Regions from separate parts of the Sus scrofa genome. Here region 1 is linked to region 2. The links are chromatin contacts, called in public HiChIP or PLAC-seq maps. All regions are on one chromosome and are shown on one strand. The core of a region is the stretch at or near the end of the contact, and the rest is flanking DNA. Distances in the headings are between cores, read along the strand shown. Region 1 holds the start of RFLNA (refilin-A). Region 2 holds the start of UBC (polyubiquitin-C).

Evidence for each region. HiChIP or PLAC-seq counts read pairs in DNA pulled down with a chosen protein or histone mark.
Region 1: a contact with region 2 is called in an H3K27ac HiChIP or PLAC-seq map of alveolar macrophages. The contact joins the promoter of RFLNA here to the promoter of UBC in region 2. A contact is called at or near these places in 1 of 5 promoter capture datasets (fetal skeletal muscle) and 1 of 2 datasets of contacts at active chromatin or transcription factors (alveolar macrophages).

Annotation. Positions count from the first base shown.
Region 1 is chr14:28,839,773-28,843,321 of Sscrofa11.1, forward strand. It overlaps RFLNA (refilin-A), which reads right to left and starts at 1,509. Exons shown (of 4, transcript XM_021072253.1): 1 at 1,342-1,509; 2 at 509-821. The coding sequence starts at 715.
Region 2 is chr14:28,252,257-28,255,665 of Sscrofa11.1, forward strand. It overlaps UBC (polyubiquitin-C), which reads left to right and starts at 1,601. Exons shown (of 3, transcript XM_021074017.1): 1 at 1,601-1,656.

The DNA of each region.
Region 1 (3,549 bases), core at 259-2,758, 590 kb after region 2:
GTCTCCTGACCTGGGGTTCCAGCCTTCCCCAGGCACCGCCTCAACTCCACGTCAACATCCCTCAACATCTCAGGACGGAAGCATTCCTGAGTTTGGTTAAAAAAAAAAAAAAAAAAAAAAGGCTTTCACGTTGGCAGCACCGGAGAACAGTAAATAGGGTTTGGACTAGTCGGGGAACCTGGGTACACTGTTTCCGCCTGGGGTTCCAGCCCACCTAGCCTGGAGCCAACTCTGAGAATTTCGGGCAATCCTCGCTCCCTCCCTCTTTTCCTGCTGACGGTAAGACCCACTCCTTAGAGGCCCACAGCTGGGAGTCAAGTCTCCAGGTGCCCAGGTCAGGCGGGACCACCGCCACCTATGTGCCCTGATCCCCATCGGGGATCGCAGTTGTCACCTGGGTCATCTTCTTGTTGGTGGATTGGGGATTGGAAACCGATCCCGGATCCCAGGGGCACCCCGTCTGGGGGGCTAGTCCTGGTCGCCTTTCCGAATTAAGGCGCGTGCTTACCGCTCTGACCTCGCCGGGTCCCGTGGGCTCCGAGGAGGCGCCGGCGCCCCCCGCGCGGGCGTCGAGGATGCCAGGCGCCTGGGAGTAGAAGGGCGGGCTGGGGCTGGGGCTGGGGGGCAGCCCGGAGTCGGGGCTGTCCAGCAAGCCCTCCCGGCTCTTCTCCTTGAGGCTCTCCTCCATGCCCTGCAGATGCAGGTGGCCCACCATGTCTGGGGGGCGCGGGGCGCAGGCCCCCGGTTCCTTGGGGGGCTCCTCCACCGCGCTCCGGGGCCCGGGGCAGGCGGCGGCGGGGCAAGGGCTGAGGGCCCGGGACCTGCGGGCAGAGCCGAGAGGCGGCGCGTCAGGCCGGGAGCCCCCCAAACCCCTGGCTCCTCCGCCGGCCCCGCTGTGCGCGCCGCGCCCAGGAGGGGCCGGCGGTCCCGCGCCCCGATCCGTGCGCTCGGCCGGCCTCCGCGCCGCGCTGCCACGCCGGGCCTGCCGCCCGCCCGCCGCCACTGGTCGCACTCCAGCCACGCCGGGCCCGGCCTCGCCTCCGCTTCGCGCTCCTGCGGCGCGGCCCGGCCCAGCCCGAGGCGCACGCCGCCGCCGGGCCCTCTCAGCACCTTCCCGGCCGCGCCTCCTTTTCTAGGCACCTCCTCCTCCCTCCCCCCACCCCCGGCCCACCCCGCCCCCCGGCTGCGCGGTGGGCAACCGCCCCGTCCGGCGCCTCCACCCGCCCGCGCCCGGGGGACTGCACAGCCCGGCAACCGTCCGGAATAAATAAATACCCCAGTGGCGGCACCAAGGGGTGACTTTGGGGTCCCCAAGTCATCCCAAGTAACAGTAGTACTGACAGTAATGTCCGATGTGGCCATTCGAGGTTTCCTCCAGCTCACTGAAGTCGGAGTAAAAGAATCTTCAGAAACCTCTAGAAGATCTGTAACTTACAACAGAGGGGGTGGAAACAAGATGCTTAAATGCTCGCCAGGCTTCAAGATTGCTTCCTTAGTCCCTCTCTTTACAGCTGGACGGTGGGCCCCTCGGTTTATTTTCTAAGACACCCACCTAGGCCCTGGGTACTTGTGTCTCCCCCCCCCCCCCCCATGGATTATCCAACACCAACAGACTGGGCCTTTGGGGTGGAAAGCCTTGGGGGGAAATGGGGCTGCAGGAGGTGACAAGAAACATTTCCTCAGGTCTCCAGCATCTGGCTGTTTCCCCAGCTTGTTCAGAGCAGGTTCTTGCTCATTGACAAAGTTCTCACCCATCTTTCCCAGCCTTTCCTTCCTCCCAAGGGAGAAGTATTTGCTTCTTGAAGACTGACAAAGAGGTCCTTGCATTTCTAGCTCCCACCCACTCACCCATTCAGACACCTGCCCCCACGACCCCCAGGTGATCCAGCCTTTCTTTTTTTCTTTGGTTGCATGGGTGGCATGGGGAAGTACCTGGGCTAGAGATCAAACCCAAGCTACAACAGTGACAATGCCAGATCCTTAACCTCTAGGCCACTGGGGAACTCCTACCCTTCCACTCTGAAAGCCGGGAATCCAGGGGCACCTGCAGATTGTTTTGAAAAAAGCAAGAATGTGGGAGAGGTTCATATTCCAGCCAAGGGAGCAGAGGAGAGGGGAAGGCTTGAGAGTGTGGACAGATACACTAGTTTGGTTTCTCTTTGGTGTCTGCTCTCAGGGCACCACCTTAAAGCAGGTGCATTCTGTCAGGATTGATGAAGCCCCAACTGTGTCCCCAGCCCTGGGTCAACCTCAGAACCACCCAGGAATAAGATAGCCTGGCTCTGGGGTGCCCAGTCTGATGAGGGGTGTAAACTCATCAGTAAGCACCGCTGTGAGGGTCATGGAGGAAATTAACAAGGCACTGCAAGCCACAGTGGTCCGAGGGACAATTTATTGATGGGATTTTCATGGAAGCCAGCTCTGAGAAGGTGACTTTTTTGGAGGGGGGGTGCCCATGGCATACAGACATTCCCAGGCCAGGGATTGAACCGGAACCACTTCAGCGACCTGAGCCACAGCAGTGACAATGATGGATCCTTAACCTGCTGAGCTACCAGGGAACTCCTGAGGAGGTGACATTTTAAGATGAATCTTTAGCAGCCACACTGTGACCTGAAGAAAGAGAGTTAGCCTTCCAGGTGGGGGGAACAGCAAGGACAAAGGTGCTTTCAGTAGCGAGAGTGAGGTACATTCCAGGAAGGGACAGAAGGGAGGGCCAGCTTCCTAAGAGTTCAGGGGAGCCAGAGAGGGGCGTGTTATCAGGAGAATTTACAGCCCATTTCCATATCAACCAGGAAGATGGAAGTCTGCTGTCCAAACAGAATTAACCACAAGTTTGAATATCTGGAGCATTCTGGGGGAAGAAAAAAAAAAAAAAAAAAAAACCCCAGAACAACGGACTCCGTTTGCTTCAATTCTTAGGCAAGACAGGGCTTCCTCAGCTGTTGAGCTACTTGACCAGAAATACAGGGCAACTCGTGATCATCTCATGGGACAAAAGTGGGGGGCTGTGCTTTTCAGAACAGGAACACAGTAAGATTCACTTTCCCCAAATGCTCACCCACTCAAACCCACAGAAGAGAGCTTGCTTCAACAGCCTGCACTGCTGGGCAGCCCTGGAGAAATGCCTTGGATGAGAACTGATTAAAGTGAAGCAGGCAGCACCATCAAGCAAGGGCTGGTGGGGTGCTGGGGGAGGCATGGGCCACAGGGCTGCCTCATTGAAGGGTTATCTTGACTTGATTTAAAATGTTGACACTTTTATCACATGGAATTTTTTGCATTAATTTTGATCTTTAAAACACTGCAGTAGGAGTTCCCTCTCTGGCACAATGTGATCGGAGGTGTCTCTGTAGCCCCAGGAAGCAAGTTCAATCCCTGTCGACCTGGTATGGTGGGTTAGGTTAAAGGATCCGGCATTGCCCCAGCTGCAGGGTAGGTTGCAGCTGCTGCTGGGATTTAATCCCTGGCTTGGGAACTCTGTATGCCACAGGGTAGCCAAAGAAGAAAAAAAAAAAAAAAACATTGCAGTAAAATAATATTTGCCAT
Region 2 (3,409 bases), core at 351-2,850:
AGTAGGTAAAGGATCCTGTGTGGTGCAGGTACTTTTAAACTTCCATACACCACTGCCAAGAAAAAAAAGACCATCTCAGCTTAGAGCCAGAGGGATCTGACTCTACACAGCTTTTTTTTTTGGGGGGGGGACTGAAATTCATGAAACGATTCACCAGTGGGTACTAGAGCACTGGTGACAGCTCCTTTTTTGTAAGGAACTTCTGTAAAGGTTATTTCTCCCTAAATGTCAACAAGGTGTTAAAAGAACAAAATATTCTAAAGTTACCAGGCCTAACATGAATCATGTGCTTCTGTTTTACTTTGTGTCTTATAATTCAGTATTTCTGATAGCACAATGACAAAAAAAAAAAAAAAATACCATACAGAACAAATAACAAGGCTTGTCCTGGGAGACAGAACTTTCTAGAAAAGATGTCATGAATCTTTGGAAAACATGTTTTCAATAATTAGATTTTATTTCATAGTTAAAAAACAAACTAACAAAACTCATTATATGAGGTACCAAAAACTTGTCAAATTCATAGAGACAGAAAATAGAATGGTGGTTGCCCAGGGCTGGGGGTGGGGGTAGTTAGTGTTTAATGCGTACAAAATTTCAGTCTAGCAAGCCGAAGAGTGGACACAGATGGCAGTGATGGACACCCAAATACCCCAATTTGATATTGTTTTGAGGTGTAGTCACTTGAAAAGCAGCAAATGCAGAGTGAGGCTTTCACTCAACTCCCCTAATCTGCCCAGACAGATTTTGCAAAAGAAACTCAAGGGAGTTTTCACCAACCAGGGAAGATTGGCTCTTAAAACAGGAGAGACAAACTTTGACACCAAACTTTGTCATCAACTATCTTGTCTCCATCTATTCTTCTATTTTCTCAGTAAAAATTATTTACTCTCCCTTTAAGAGAATTTCCTATTAAGATGGTATTTAAGCCTAAATTCTAAAGCCTTTTTTTTAAGTGACACATTTTCCCCCAGAGGGTAGCTCCCATATATACACAAGGTGTGCATATTACTAAACTATTGTTTTTGTTTTCTTTTGTTTTGTTTCTCTTGCTAATCTGTCTTTCATTACAGGGGTCTCAGCTAAAAGAAGGATTCCCAAAAGGAAAATTATTTTTCCTCCCCTACAATATAATTAATGCCACTGAGCTGTACACTTAAAAATAGTTAAGATGATACATTTTTATGTGTATTTTGCCACAATTTAAAAACAGCAAATTAAAAAACAAAACAAAACCCCAGTGAGTTAAAAAATTTCTTAGTGTTTCTAAGTTAGGCAAATTTGGGTACTGGAACTGAATCTGACTTCCTGACTGGCGGGGGGATAAGATGGGTTATTTTTAAGCTGGAGCAGTTTGTGTTCTGCCACAGAATGCAAATACATAAATGTAAGCAGGAAAACGGACAGAGTAGAGTCCCTAGGGCTTCTTTTTATTTTTTCTCTCCTAAGCTGCAGATTCCCTTTTATGGTTATATAACTGATGATGACGCAAGTCAAACCTTTCCCGTCCAGCTCTCAGATTTCACCCTTTCTCTTGGAAAGAAAATGTTTGCTGGTCACTACGTAGACACTCTCATGACGCTGAGTTAAGTCCCATACAAGGTGGTGACCTTCAGGAGAGCTGAATCCTTTGGGGAAAGGAGGAAAGGCAGACAGGTAGGCTCCAGTCCAATCCCCAACAGCCCAACACCCAGGCCCTTTGTGAGCTCAGCCCATCACGTGCTCTTGCCTGCCCGCCAATCCTGCCGTGTTGCTGGGCCTCTGTCACTCTTCCATTGGTGCCAGCTCTGAAGCCATCCCTTCTGGGGCACCTGCAAAGGATGGATCAGTGGGTGGAAGGAACTGAAAATGGATCCAATGACTCATCCTGCTTCTGGCATATTCTAGCACATTGCATTCTAGGTCAAGGGATTTTAGGTTGTAGGAACGTGACTTGGTACACGATCCCCGAATCCAAGTGGGACATTTAGACTTTGGGAGCCCTTCTCAGCAAACAGAAAAGCAGCTCTAACAAAAACAACAAAAATCCTCCGTAGAGCAGAATTTGTCAACCCATTGCATTGCTGACTTTGGGGGCTGGGTAATTCTGTTTTTGTGGGGGACTGGCCACTGCAGGATGTTTAGTAACATCCCTGGCCTCTACCACTAGATTTTAGCGGCACACCTCAACCCCAACACCACAGCTGTGACAAGCAAAAATGTCTCCAGATACTGCCAAGTGTCCACCAAGGGACCAAGTCGCTCCTGGTTGAGAACCACTGCTCTAGAGAAACAGCATCTACCTCCCTGAGAGTTTACTTCCCCCTCCTCCCTTTCACTTCAGTGCCCTTGGACAAATGTTTATTTCTATTTGCTTCAACAAAACCCACTGTTGGACTTAGAGACCAAAATTCTCTAGTAGAGAATTTTCCTGCTAGAGACAACATCAGTGTTGTTAGCGCCTAAGAATATTGTTTTCTCTTTGGAGATAGCCCTGGGACCCAGTCCTCACCCTTGGAGCCTTTCTTCTTCCCCCTCTCCCCCTCTTTCTCCTTTTCACCTTCCCTTGCCTCTGAAATCAGGTCTGTTTTTCTCTGTAGTTTTTGGACTCTTGAAAAAAAAGCTATGTCACAAAGCTCGTGACTCAGCCTTTAAACAACATGAATCATAAGACCTGCAGTGAAAGAACAGCCAAAAGAAAACAGGGTGTGGTTTGAAGCCAGGCCTAGTCACCTGAGAAAGAACCTCAGCTTTTTGTTCCTCTGAAAACTTCTTTCTGGAATTCAAGAAGGAAACCTTATACAGAGCTTTGATGTTCTGTTCCTTTAAACCCTCTTTTCAGAAATTTAGAAATATCCCTCACAGAAATCTCTACTGGAAGTCACTGAGGTCTCCTGCTAAACTGAAAAATGACATTTTATTTTTATTATTCATTTACATTTCTTGGTAATGAATTCATTCTCTTTGAAAATGTTTAAAACGATAGGAGTTAAAGTCTGTTTTGAATACTGCTTAGACCTTTCCCATAAATACCTACAGACACAGGTTGCCAAAGAAAACATAGTTTTGTTTTTATTCTCATTTTAAGTACAGTATTTAAATAACATAATGTTTATAATTCCAACAGGAATGTAGTCTTTTCCTAATAGCAGGGTATTTTTTAGTCGGTTCTCTCTTTTTCTATATATTTATTGAAAGCTTCAAGGGTAAAAATTAAAAACACCCTCCCCACATTTATAGAAATAGAGAATATTTCTAGAAGAGTCTAGAAAGAACAGTGGCTAGGGAATTGAGTGCATGAGGGAGGTTTTTCATTATAAACTATAGAAAACCTGTTTTAAGTTTTCATCACGTTCATATATTTTAAAACATTTTTAAAATATGCCTTTGGAAAAAAATTTAAGTATGCTTTTTGAAAAAAGGAAAAAAT